Regions from separate parts of the Mus musculus genome. Here region 2 is linked to region 1. The links are chromatin contacts, called in public HiChIP or PLAC-seq maps. All regions are on one chromosome and are shown on one strand. Each heading gives the region's core, a stretch centred on a gene start, on an enhancer-like site or on the middle of the called end of the contact. The rest is flanking DNA. Distances are from core to core; before and after follow the strand shown. Region 1 holds the start of Zfp873 (zinc finger protein 873). Region 2 holds the start of BC024063 (cDNA sequence BC024063).

Region 1 (6,099 bases), core at 262-2,761:
AGTCTTATAAAGAAATCTATTTAGTTGGGGCTGGCTTACATTGTCAGAGGTTCAGTCCATTATCATCATGGTAGGAGCATAGCAGTGAGCAGGCAGTCAAGGTGTTGAAGGAGCCAAGAGTTCTACATCTTGATCTGATTGTACCCAGTACAGGACAGGCTGTCTTCCCTAGGTAGCCACGAGGAGGCAGTCTCCCACACTGGATGAAGCTTGACCATAGGAGCCTCAACACCCACCTCGCTAAGTGCCACACATCTTCCAAGGCCATACCTACCCCAACATTGACACACCTGAGTCGTGCCAATCCCCATGGGCCAAGCACATTCAAACCACCACATTCCATTTCCTGGCCTTACATCCTTGTTTAAACACACAAGTCTATAGGGGCCATCATAGCCACAATGCAAAAGTCCCCATAGTATATCATAGTCTCAACAATGTTTAAAAGTCCAAAGTTCAGAGTCTCTTCTGAGACTTATGCAATCTCTTAACTGTAATCACCTGAAAAAAAATCTCAATCATAATGGAAATTGTGTATTTTCAACATCACAGGATGCACATGACCAGTCCAAAATTATAGTGAGGAAATACTGGACCAAAGCCAGACCAGAAATCAGCTGGGGAAACGCCAAACTCTGCATTTTCATGTCTAATCTCTAACTCCTTTCAGCTTTGGTGACTGAAACACAATTCTTTCTCTTGGCTGGCTCCACTTCCTATTAGCAGTTTTCCTTGGCAGGTATTCTATGGCTCTGGCATCTCTAATATAGTCTCCGAGGCAACTTCAACTTCACACCTTCTTGTTCCAATGTTGGGGATCCACACACATTATCTTCTGGGCTCCTCCAAAGGGCTTGAGTCATATCTCCAGCTCTGCCCTCTGTAGCACTCTGCGCTGTTCTTGGTGATCATCCCTTGGTTTTGGGCTCTCCAGTATGCTCTGGTCTTGTGCTCCAACTAGGCTCCATCAATAGCCTCTCAGGCAGACCAAGAGATCGGGAATGTAAAGGGTAGATGAAAAATAAAAATACATCCCCACCCCTAGGTAATCTAAATGGTTGGATTATAAAGGGAAGGGCCGCTGTGGGAAGCAGGGCTGTAGAAGTTCAGGGTAGGGTCGGGGCATGCCAGCCAACTCTGTAAGCAGTATGGACTGAGGGATGCAGGGAGAAGTTGACAGACAGCCTCTGCGCTGATAAAGTACCCACCTTAGTTTTTTATCCCTGGTTGTAGGACCTAACATTCTGTGCCCAGGAGGAAGAAGGGGAAATACCTACTGTGTGAAGGAGAAGTGCCGGAATGACTTTGCAATCCAGGCACAAGTTCAGCTGCAATGCCAATCTCCACAGCTCTGGGAAAGTTCTGTCCCTGCAAACCACTGTGCATTGTCCCTGTAAGGCACTCTTGACTCTAGAGTGTTAGCGCCTGTCACAGAGGCCTTATTAACCAATCAGAGCCTGGATTCGGACTGCCAGTCAGAACGGAGGCGGGCACTTCCGCCACCATGCTGCAGGTTTGACTGTGAGTCTTAGGGAAGCTCTTGTGGTTCTGTGTGCTGCTTTTTCAACTGCTGCTAGGAGCTGTGAGGAGAGTGGGTGAGCCCGGAATCCGCACCATGGTGAGCGGGGCCGCCGTCCCCACGCGGGGAGGATCTGCGGGAGCCCGGGGTGCGGGAACCGGCGGCGAGACGCGGGGCCCGGTGTGATTCCCTTTGTTCCCCCTGAGGTCCCCTCATCTCCCAGGCGGAGGCGGGACCTCTGATCGACTTAGTTCCCCTCTCTGCGCCTGCGTACAACTTGGGACGCCGGACCTGCTGTCCGCAAAGTGCAAAGCACCATTCAGTGCACGCGCATGCGCGGGTTTCACGGTAGCCAGATTTTCTGACTTGCAGAGCTCTAGTTTCTCTAGAGTCTTCTAGAAGTTCTTCACTTGGCATTTGCCATTCAGGTGTGGGCTCCATCTCCAGTGAATTCTGCGCAGGTGTAAAGTCTGTGCTATTAACACATTCGCATGCAGATGCCACCGTGGTCCAATCCCATGTGTAAGACCAGACTTACTGGGTTACCTACATTAACTGTGTTGCTGTTTCTGAGTGCTCTCTCGTGTTTTGTTGGTCTCTTTCTTTCTCAAACAGCACAGTCTTTATCGCAGGTGTAGGGTAACTTAGAAGCCAGACGGTGTCACTGTGCTGTTTATTCAGCCTTGTGTGTTCATGTTTTCTTTCATGCTGACCTTTTGTCATCGGCTTTCTGTCGTTCATTGCAGAAATCGTTAGACTCTTTAGTGGACGTTTGTTGAATCCATAGCTCAGATTGTGTCCTGCAATAATACTGAGACTTCTTGTCTACAATCTTGCAATTTCTCTCCTTTGATTGAATTCGTTGATTTTTTTTTTTTTATTATATATTTATAGTTTTGGCAACCGATATTTGTCCCACTTCTGTGTATTTCTGGCCATTTTATCCATGGTGACATATAAGAGATATGGGGATCTGTACTTTTAATTTACTACATTTGTTTCTTGTACACAAGTGTTTGGCTTTCTTGTATTTGTGTTTATCAGTTGGGTGTTTGGTGTCCATAGAAGACCAAAGAGGCCATTAGATGTCGCCACCAGGATCTAGGAATAATTTTTTACCACCATGTTAGTGCTGGGAACCAAACCCAGCTCTTCCACTAGAGCAGAAGTCTTAGTTGCTGAGCCATCTCTTCTGTCTTAAACTTGACAGACTTTGAAAAATTTGCATGTGAGTGTGCCCATTTCACAGGCTGAAAACTGAGGGTTAAGGTGATTGAGGTTTGTTAAAAGTCTTGTGTTTGGGAGTTGGGAGATGTCTCAGAGGTACTGTTTGAGACTCGGTCTGTTTGACACAAGCTAGAGTCAGACTGGCCTGTGGGCAAATGTGTAGGGTATTCTCCTGATTAATGATTGATATAATAGTGCTTACCCCACTGTGTTTGGTGCCACCATGGCCACCAGTCAAGATCATTTGTACTTTTGTGGCTAGGAACAATTGCTGAGGACCAGCCTCAGTTGTTTTGGGGTTCTTGAGAATGGGAGGATTGGACCAGTGTGAAGTCAAGAGTCTCAGGCAATGATGCAGGCTCAAGCTGACAGGTGACTCATAGTTGTTCAGAAGCTGAGCTCAGAGACAGCTTTCTGGTTTGTCTTTTCTTTTTCTCTCTGAGTTCATCTCAGGCTTTTATTGGTTACACACTTCCTTGTTATGCAGTAATACATAATCCAAAGCCTTTTCATTACTTTTCTCAAGCACATTAGTTTTTCTGAAAAACCTCATGTAACTATGCCACCAGAAAGCATAATGCACACCCAAAGACACAGTTTAGTGTCTGCTAAAGCAAGTTTTACATTAACCTTTATCTCTCAGAAAAAACTCCACATCACAGGTCATCTAGGCATGAACATATGGTTATAGCATTAGCATGAAAACAGAATGGTGCCTAAACAGGTCAGGATAATGTTAATATTTTTAACTTGTCTAAAACTTGCAAGATCTCTTTATTAAGATATATTCATTTATATATCTATTTCTACAGTACTTTCCAAACTTTTCTTCATATGCAATATTCATTCCTCTTGCAACTTCCCCTAGGGCTCCTTCACAAGCCCAAATCCTATCTCTTAAAACTTGTACTCTAATTTCCTTAGGCAAATGATGCCAGGGGAGTCAAATCATTATGTTCCTATCTTTCCAGGAAGGTCAGCTCACTAATCCAATAGATCCAGCTATTACTTCCTCTGTCTTGTCCCTTGTATTTTCTATGGACAGCCCTGCCCCTAGGCCCAGTGTTCCTTTTCCTTGCCTGTCCTCCTTGCTTCCTGAGGATCACCTATAGTACCCTCAGCTGTACCTCCAGCAGCAAGTCTGCATACACACTGCTATGCTTTCCACCATGAGGATAATGGACAAAGCCTCTGAAACCATTATCAGCCCCAATAAAATGTTGTCCTTTATAAGAGTTGCCTTATTCATGGAGTCTCCTCAGAGCATTAAAACCCTAACTAAGAAGTTGCTACCAGGGCCTGCGGTATTGCTGTGATAGGCCTGACCATGCTTTTGTTTGAGAGATGTAGATTTTGGGACTTTGGATTAGGAAAGCAGTGGAATGCTTTAAGTGGGATTTAATGGGCTAGAAGCATGGAAGACAGTGGTGCTGAGCATAATTTGAATTCTGGGTGCCTGGCTCAAGTGATTTCATAGGGGAAGAATTTTAATATGTTTTTTAGACATTGTCCTTGTGATATTTTGGTGAAGAGTGTGACAGCTTTTTGCCTATGTCTGAAGAGGCTGCTTGAGGCTAAGGTGAAGAGATTTAGAATAATTACTTTGGCAAAGGAAATCTCAAAACAGCCTAGTGTAGACTCTGTTCTGTGGTTCACTCTTAGTAAGAGAACATTTTACAAAGGAATAATATGAGCAAGGACAGATACTGAAAGAACCTAGTGGGGAAACCCCCACTCAACTCCCGATTCGGCGTGCACCCAAGAATCACGAACAGATCGTCTTGATGTAAAAACACGAGGTAGTTTAATGGTGGAACTCCGGGTCAAAATGTATCTCATGCAGGAGACAGTGGATTCGACCACGAGGCTTGGAAGCCAGGGGTTTTTATAGAAAAGGGGCTGGGACTGGGGGAGGAATTGGCGCAGTTTCACATGATTGGTTCATTTAAACATCAGCAGACTGTAAATGCAGATAACATTTAACTTAGGTCAGAAGGGCGGGAGATAGGGAGGCTCCAGGCCAGTCATTCTCTTTATCTTTATGGCCAAGCAGCCTCAGGAATGTCTTAAGGATGGGCCTGCCTGGGCATGTCCTGGCCTGTTCTGCTATGTTCTCAGCCCCAGGTTTCAAAGCTCACTAACAACTCTTTGGGCTATTTGACATAAATTACATGAATCACAGGTCTCAAGTTTTATTTTCTTTCAATACAAAATGTATGTTCAAGCATTAAAGGGGCACCAGGAAGTGGAATGGAGCTAAATCCTGTGTTCAAGCAGATAAATAGATTGAAGATATTAAGTGGAAATAAGGGAATGATGGACTCAGGCAAGATAGAACCTAGGTAAGCTTGTTGTTTATGCCTTTGTTGCTGTACGAGGCATAGTTATATCAAGTTAGGCATTATTTTGACATGGTTATTGTTTTCATTTAGACATAAATATGATTGTGTGTCACATTTAACAAGGGATGAGTTATGATATCTGTTTTCTTTTGTCAATGTGACAACATACAACGTGACCATCTAGAAATGGAGGGTATACCAGTGTCTCAGTTAGGGTTTTACTGCTGTGGATCGACACCATGACCAAGGCAACTCTTATAAGGACAACAGTTGGGGCAGGCTTACAGGTTCAGGATGTTCAGTTCATTATCATCAAGGCAGGAACATGGCAGCAAACAGGCAGGCATGGTGCAGGAGTAGCTGAGCGTTCTACATCTCCATCTGAAGGATGCTAAGAGAAGACTGGTTTCCAGGTAGCTGAGATGAGGGTCTTAAAGCCTATGCCCATGGTGACACACCTACACCAACAAGGCCACACCTCCGAATAGTGCCATTCCCTGGCCAAGCATAGTCAAACCATCACAACCAGTGCTCCAGATATTGAGGGAGAAAGATTGCATGCTTTGACCCAGATCTGGAGTCTGAAAGATAGAGGCTTTTGATATGGATTTTGAGGTGGGATGGCACTATTTTGATCCAGATCCACACAAGCCTTTAATCCAGATCTTGAGATATAGTGGCCATGCTGATAAAGAATCTATTAAGAAGAACTGAGGTCCAAGCTTTGTAGTACACACCTGTAATCCCATTATTCAGGAGACAGAGGCATGCAGATCTCTGAGTTCAAGGCTAGCCTGGCCTACAGAGCAAATTCCAGGTAAAGAAAAGGTTTAGGTCCAGGTGTGGCAGTATGTGTATTTAATCCTAGCCCTCAGGGGACATGTAGATTTGAGTTCAAGTTCAGCCTGATCTACAGTGAAAGTTCCAAGACAGCCAAGGTTAGGCAGTAAAGGAAATCATGGAAAACATAAAGCTAGTGAAGATGTAATTGACTGAAGAGGTCATGTTCCA
Region 2 (5,551 bases), core at 144-2,643, 35 kb after region 1:
TGGCGCACACCTTTAATCCCAGCACTCGGGAGGCAGAGGCAGGTGGATTTCTGAGTTCGAGGCCAGCCTGGTCTACAAAGTGAGTTCTGGGACAGCCAGGGCTATACAGAGAAACCCTGTCTCGAAAAAACAAACAAACAACAACAACAACAAAAAGATGTTGCCTAGATGTGAGATGTCAGAATTTGGCCCACTCTAGAACCTGCCTACAGCCAAGGGAGACCAATCAGTATTGTTTTAAATACTGATGTAAACATGAAATTGTGGCGAAATCTCTCTTCTTTCTCCATTTGGAAGTCACATGGAGAGGGCATCATGCTCACTCTGGAGACCATAATTATTGGTGGTATAGTCCTCACTCATTTAACCTTTTGATGCCCACCTCTGGGATGGTGGCATAGTAGGCCAGTGCCATGACAGAAGGCTGGGAAAGTGTTATTGCTTGGCTAAGAATGTACATCTGAGAGGTGTGAGGAAATCTTATTGAAATTGCTGATGCTGACTTAATTAATCTTAATTCATTTTAATTAACTTAATCTGTTGGCTTAATTTCAACCTGAATGTGTGGGGTATTATTTCAGCTGTGAGGTAGGGGGATCACTTCAATATACACTGAGCAACCATCTGTGTATGCTAGAGCCCTGTGAATCAAAAACTAAGAAATAAGAAAAGAAGAACATGACTGGTCCTGATTTTTGGCCCCAGATGAATGAATAAAAGAAAAAAGTAAAGACCATGATTACTCCTAGATATTGTGAGGGAGAATTCTTGTAAATAAATGGGAGAATACAGCCAGAGGCAGAGATAAGTACGAGATGAACCCTTAGGCATGTGAGAAGAGGAGGGAGGGGAGATGGAGGAGGCAGACCAAGAAGTCAGGCATGTAAAGGGTAGATAACAAAAAACAAAACCAACCAAACAAAAAATCCTCCACCCCGCCTCTGAGATATACGTGGGGAGGACATATGGGGTAAAGGGTAGCCAAGATCCTAGTCTGGAGAAGTTCACGGTAGGGGCCAGGCATGCAGGCCAACATTGTAACAGGTAGAGACTGAGATATGCAGAGGGAACCTGGCAGATAGCATTTTTGATAAATAGGCGCCAAATTTATTTGTTTCTGGGTTTGAGACATAACACTCTCTGCCCAGGAGGAAGACGGGGACGTGCCTACTGAGTGCAGGAAAAGTGCAGGGACCACTTTGCAGTCCAGGAACAAGTTCTACAGCAAAGCCTGCCTTATGATCTAGGCCCGCTCTTGGCCTGTAGTGGAAGCCGGAGATGGGAAACACGATGTCTCTTAGGGACACTGCTCCTGTCACTCAGGCCTCAGTAGCCAATCAGAACTTCGAGACGAGCCTTCAGTCATAGTGGGCGGGCACTTCCTGTCCGCCATATTACCCGCTTTGTTGTGAATCTGAGGAAAGCACTATTGACCATCTGCCGGTAGTTGAGCGGAGAGTGAGGCGAACTTGGAATCCGCGCCATGGTGAGCGAGGCCGCCGTCCCCACGCGGGGAGGATCCGCGGGGTCCCATGTGGGGTTGTCCTGGGGTGCGGGCACCGGCAGCGAGATGTGGCGACCTTCGTAATTGCGTTTGTCACCCGAAGTCGCCGAGTTCCCTTATCCTCCGGTGTGGAAGCAGCACCTCCCAGTGAGACGGTTCCCCGGGCTGCGCCGGCGCACAGCATAGGAAGCTAGAGATGATGCTTGGACACGGGCATCCTTCAGCGGGCACGCATGCGCGGGTTTTGTTGTCAGTGGGAGAGATTTGCTGACTGGCAGAGCAAATTCTTTTCTTTAGTGTCTTCCAGAAGTTCTGTACCTGGCACTTGACATTCGGGTGTAGCATCCATCGCAGTTAACTCTGCGCAGTGTAAAGCCTGTGTCATTAACACATTCGCATGTAGATGCCACGGTGGTCCAGTCACGTGTGTTAGTAAGGCCAGACTCACTGTGATTCCCTGCCTAAGTTGTCCAAATCGACCGAGTATTAATTGTGTTTTTGTCCTAAGTGTTCTCTCATGTTCTGTCGGTCTCAAACAGCACAGTCTTTATGGCAGGTGTAGGGTAATTTAGAAGTCAGACGGTGTCACCGTGCCGTTTATTCAGCCTTGTGTGCTCATGTTTTCATTCATGATGACCTTTTGTCATCGGCTTTCTGTCGCTCATTGCAGAAATCCTTAGACTCTTTACTGGACGTTTGTTGAATCTATAGCTCAGATTATGTACTGAAACAATACTGAGACTAATTGTCTAGAGTCATAAGATTTCTCTCCTTTGACCAAGTTCTTTGAGTCTTTTAATTACGAAATGATAATTTTGGCTACAGATACTTGTCATATTGTCATATATGTCTTATTGCTGTTTTATCCATGGCGACATATAAGAGATATGGAGATCTTTATTTTTAATTTACTAAATTTATTTGATGTGCATGAGTGTTTTGCTTCCGTGCATGTGTGTTCATCACTTGGGTGTTTGGAGTCCATAGAAGACCAAAGAGACCATTAGATGCTCCCCACCAGGATCTAGTGATCATTTTGTGTCATCATGTTAGTGCTGGAAGCCAAACCCAGCTCTTCCACTAGAGCAGAAGTCTTAGTTGCTGAGCCATCTCTTGTGTCTTAAACTTGACAGACTTTCAAAATTTTACATGTGAGTGTGCCCATTTCACAGGCTGAAAACTGAGGGTTAAGGTGATTGAGGTTTGTTAAAAGTCTTGTGTTTGGGAGTTGGGAGATGTCTCAGAGGTACTGTTTGAGACTCGGTCTGTTTGACACAAGCTAGAGTTAGACTGTCCTGTGGGCAAATGTGTAGGGTATTCTCCTGATTAATGATTGATATAATAGTGCCCATCCCACTGTGTTTGGTGCCACTGAGGGCAGGTAGTTCTGAGTTGTATAAGAAAGCAGTCTTAGCAAGCCATAAGATCAGGGTAGTTTCTTAGTCAGAGTTCCATTGCTGTGGAAGAGCCACCAAGACCACAGATAGCATCACTTATAAAGAAAATCATTCAAATAGGGCTCTCTTCCAGTTCCAGAAGTTTAACCCATTATTGCCACAGTGTGGATTATGGGTATACATAGCAGACATGGTGCTGGAGAGGTAGCTGCGACTTCTAAATTCAGATCAGCAGGCAGTCTGGCTTGAGCGTTTGAAACTGCCCAGCCCACCTTTTCTGACCGACTTTTTCCAACAAGGCCACACCTACTCCAACAAGGCCAGAGATCCTAGTACTTATCAAGTAGTACTATTCCCTAATGGCCAGACACTGAAATCTATGAGCCTTTGGGTACCATTCTCACTCAACCGACCATGAGCAGTAAGCAGCATTTACCAAGTTTGCAGACTATGAATGCAGAAGCCTACCCTTTACGGTTATATAATTTAGCAAAATCTTGTCGCTGCCTTGTGCTGGAGACTTCTTATCATATAGAGTCTTCTTCACTATTCTCTAAATGTGTGGTGTGATTTCACGTTGGGAAGGCACATTAATTCCAGAACAGCCTCACCTCCAGCTTTCAGGAAAATACTTTGGGTGTCCTATGTTGACTCTGGTTGTCTTCCTTCTACTGTGTAGCTGTACAGGCTTTCTGAGCCAACCTCCTCAATTCTTGGATTGAAGGTTTATAGTACCACAGAGTTCTAAAAAGAATTCATTTGATTTACATGGTGGTATGTTCATATCAGTAGCAGGAATAGAACTTGTGTGTGTGGAGCATGGCTTCTCTGTGGACACCGGAAAAGAAGGAAGGAAAAGCTTACTGTGTATACTGTAGGTCAAAACAGGCTAGGCAATATCTGAGTTACAGGCTTTTAATGTTTAATCAGTGAACTGTAAGGGTCTCCATTATCCTGATGTGGTAGGTGAGTTGATGTGTTCTTTCCCAGCATGCATTAATTCATACCTTATGAATTAAGGCAAACCAAATTGGTGGATGTGGAATTTGAGGAAGTTATCTTGGGCCAATGAAATTTCCAAGTGGCCAACTCTCTCATATGGATAAATGCAAACCTGGTTGTGTCATTTCAGTTTAGTGACTGAAGGCACCAGTATTGAGACACAGGGCATTTGGCTTTGGCTTGTATATCAGTATACAACACTCAGCAGTTCATACACTGTCTTCTTAATGGCATTTTCTCTACCAGAAAAGAACTTATATTGTTTTAAAGTTGGTATACCTAAATAGTTTTTTTTTAAAGCTTTTTATATCTCTTTTAAAAGCCTCATTTTTTTTTGCATGTGACATTGTGGTGGTTGAGTTTAGCCCCCAAAGACTCTTGTGTTTGAATGCCTGCCTCATAGAGAGTGGGCACTATTAGGAGGTGTGGCCTTGTTCAAGGAAGTGTATCACCGTGGAGGTAGGCTTTGAGGTCTCCTATATGCTCAACCATGGCCAGTGTAACACAGTCCCTTTCTTCTCCTTCCTGTGGATCAAGTTGTGGAACTCAGCTCTTTCTCCACCACCATGTCTACTTGGACACTGTTATACTGCCATGCCTCCTGTCTTGGAGGAAAGGTGAACTTCCATTCATCCCTTTAAACTCTGCCTTGCCTCTCTGCTGCACATTTATACTCCATTGATCTCTGTTATAGTCTTCTGTTTAAATACATTTTGAGCTTAAAAGAACTCAGGCTAAATTCCACATTAGAGATGTCTTTGTATAAATTGAACTATAGTTTTTCTCTGCTGTTTAACTTTAGAGAAAGATTTCTTCCCTTTGGAATCTTTGGATTGGACAAAGATTTGAAGACACCCAGTGTTAGCATCCAAAACTCCAAAACTACCCAGCTGAGAGTTCTACACCTCATTCTGAAGGCAAACAGGAATACTGGCTGGTTTTGTGTGTCAACTTGACACAAGCTGGGGTTATCACATAGAAAGGAGCTTCAGTTGAGGAAATGCCTCCATGAGATCCAGCTGTAAGGCATTTTCTCAATCAGTGATCAAAGGTGGGAGTGCCATCTATGGGCTGGTAGTCTTGGGCTCTATAAGAAAGCAAGCTGAGCAAGCCAGGGGAAGCAAGCCAATAAGTAACATTCATCCAAGGCCTCTGCATCAGCTCCTGTTTCCTGACCTGCTTGAGTTCCAGTCCTGACTTCTTTGGTGATGATCAGCAGTGTGGAAGTGTAAGCCGAATAAACCCTTTCCTCCCCAACTTGCTTCTTGGTCACGATGTTTTGTGCAGGAATAGAAATCCTGACTAAGACAACTAGCTTCCAGACAGCTAGGACAAGGGTCTTAAAGCCATGTCCACGGTGACACACCTACTTTAACGAGGCCTTCCTTGGCCAGGCATATACAAACTATCACACAAGTGAAAATCTGCTAAGACAAATATAGACTAGGGACAGAAGTTAAAGCTTCCTGATAATTGAGGAAGGGGATTGTGATGGTTTGCATAGGTATAGCTCCCATTGACTCATGTTAGAATGCTTGGCACATGAGTAGTGACACTATTTGGAGGTGGGGCCTTGTTGGAATTCATGTGACTTTGTTGGAGGAAGTGTGTCACTGTGCAGGCAGGCAGGCTTTGAGGTCTTGTATGC

What was found. HiChIP or PLAC-seq counts read pairs in DNA pulled down with a chosen protein or histone mark.
Region 2: a contact with region 1 is called in an H3K4me3 HiChIP or PLAC-seq map of embryonic stem cells, with 4 times the contacts expected there. The contact joins the promoter of BC024063 here to the promoter of Zfp873 in region 1. A contact is called at or near these places in 1 of 484 Hi-C or Micro-C datasets (myocytes), 7 of 115 datasets of contacts at active chromatin or transcription factors (embryonic stem cells, epiblast stem cells, microglia and 2 more) and 2 of 9 other capture datasets (adipose tissue and liver).

Annotation. Positions count from the first base shown.
Region 1 is chr10:82,046,612-82,052,710 of GRCm38.p6, forward strand. It overlaps Zfp873 (zinc finger protein 873), which reads left to right and starts at 1,512. Exons shown (of 4, transcript NM_001319203.1): 1 at 1,512-1,618. The coding sequence starts at 1,616. Gm46195 (a long non-coding RNA gene) reads right to left here and starts at 1,437. Exons shown (of 2, transcript XR_001779681.1): 1 at 1,278-1,437; 2 at 1-975.
Region 2 is chr10:82,081,927-82,087,477 of GRCm38.p6, forward strand. It overlaps BC024063 (cDNA sequence BC024063), which reads left to right and starts at 1,394. Exons shown (of 4, transcript NM_001374033.1): 1 at 1,394-1,486. The coding sequence starts at 1,484.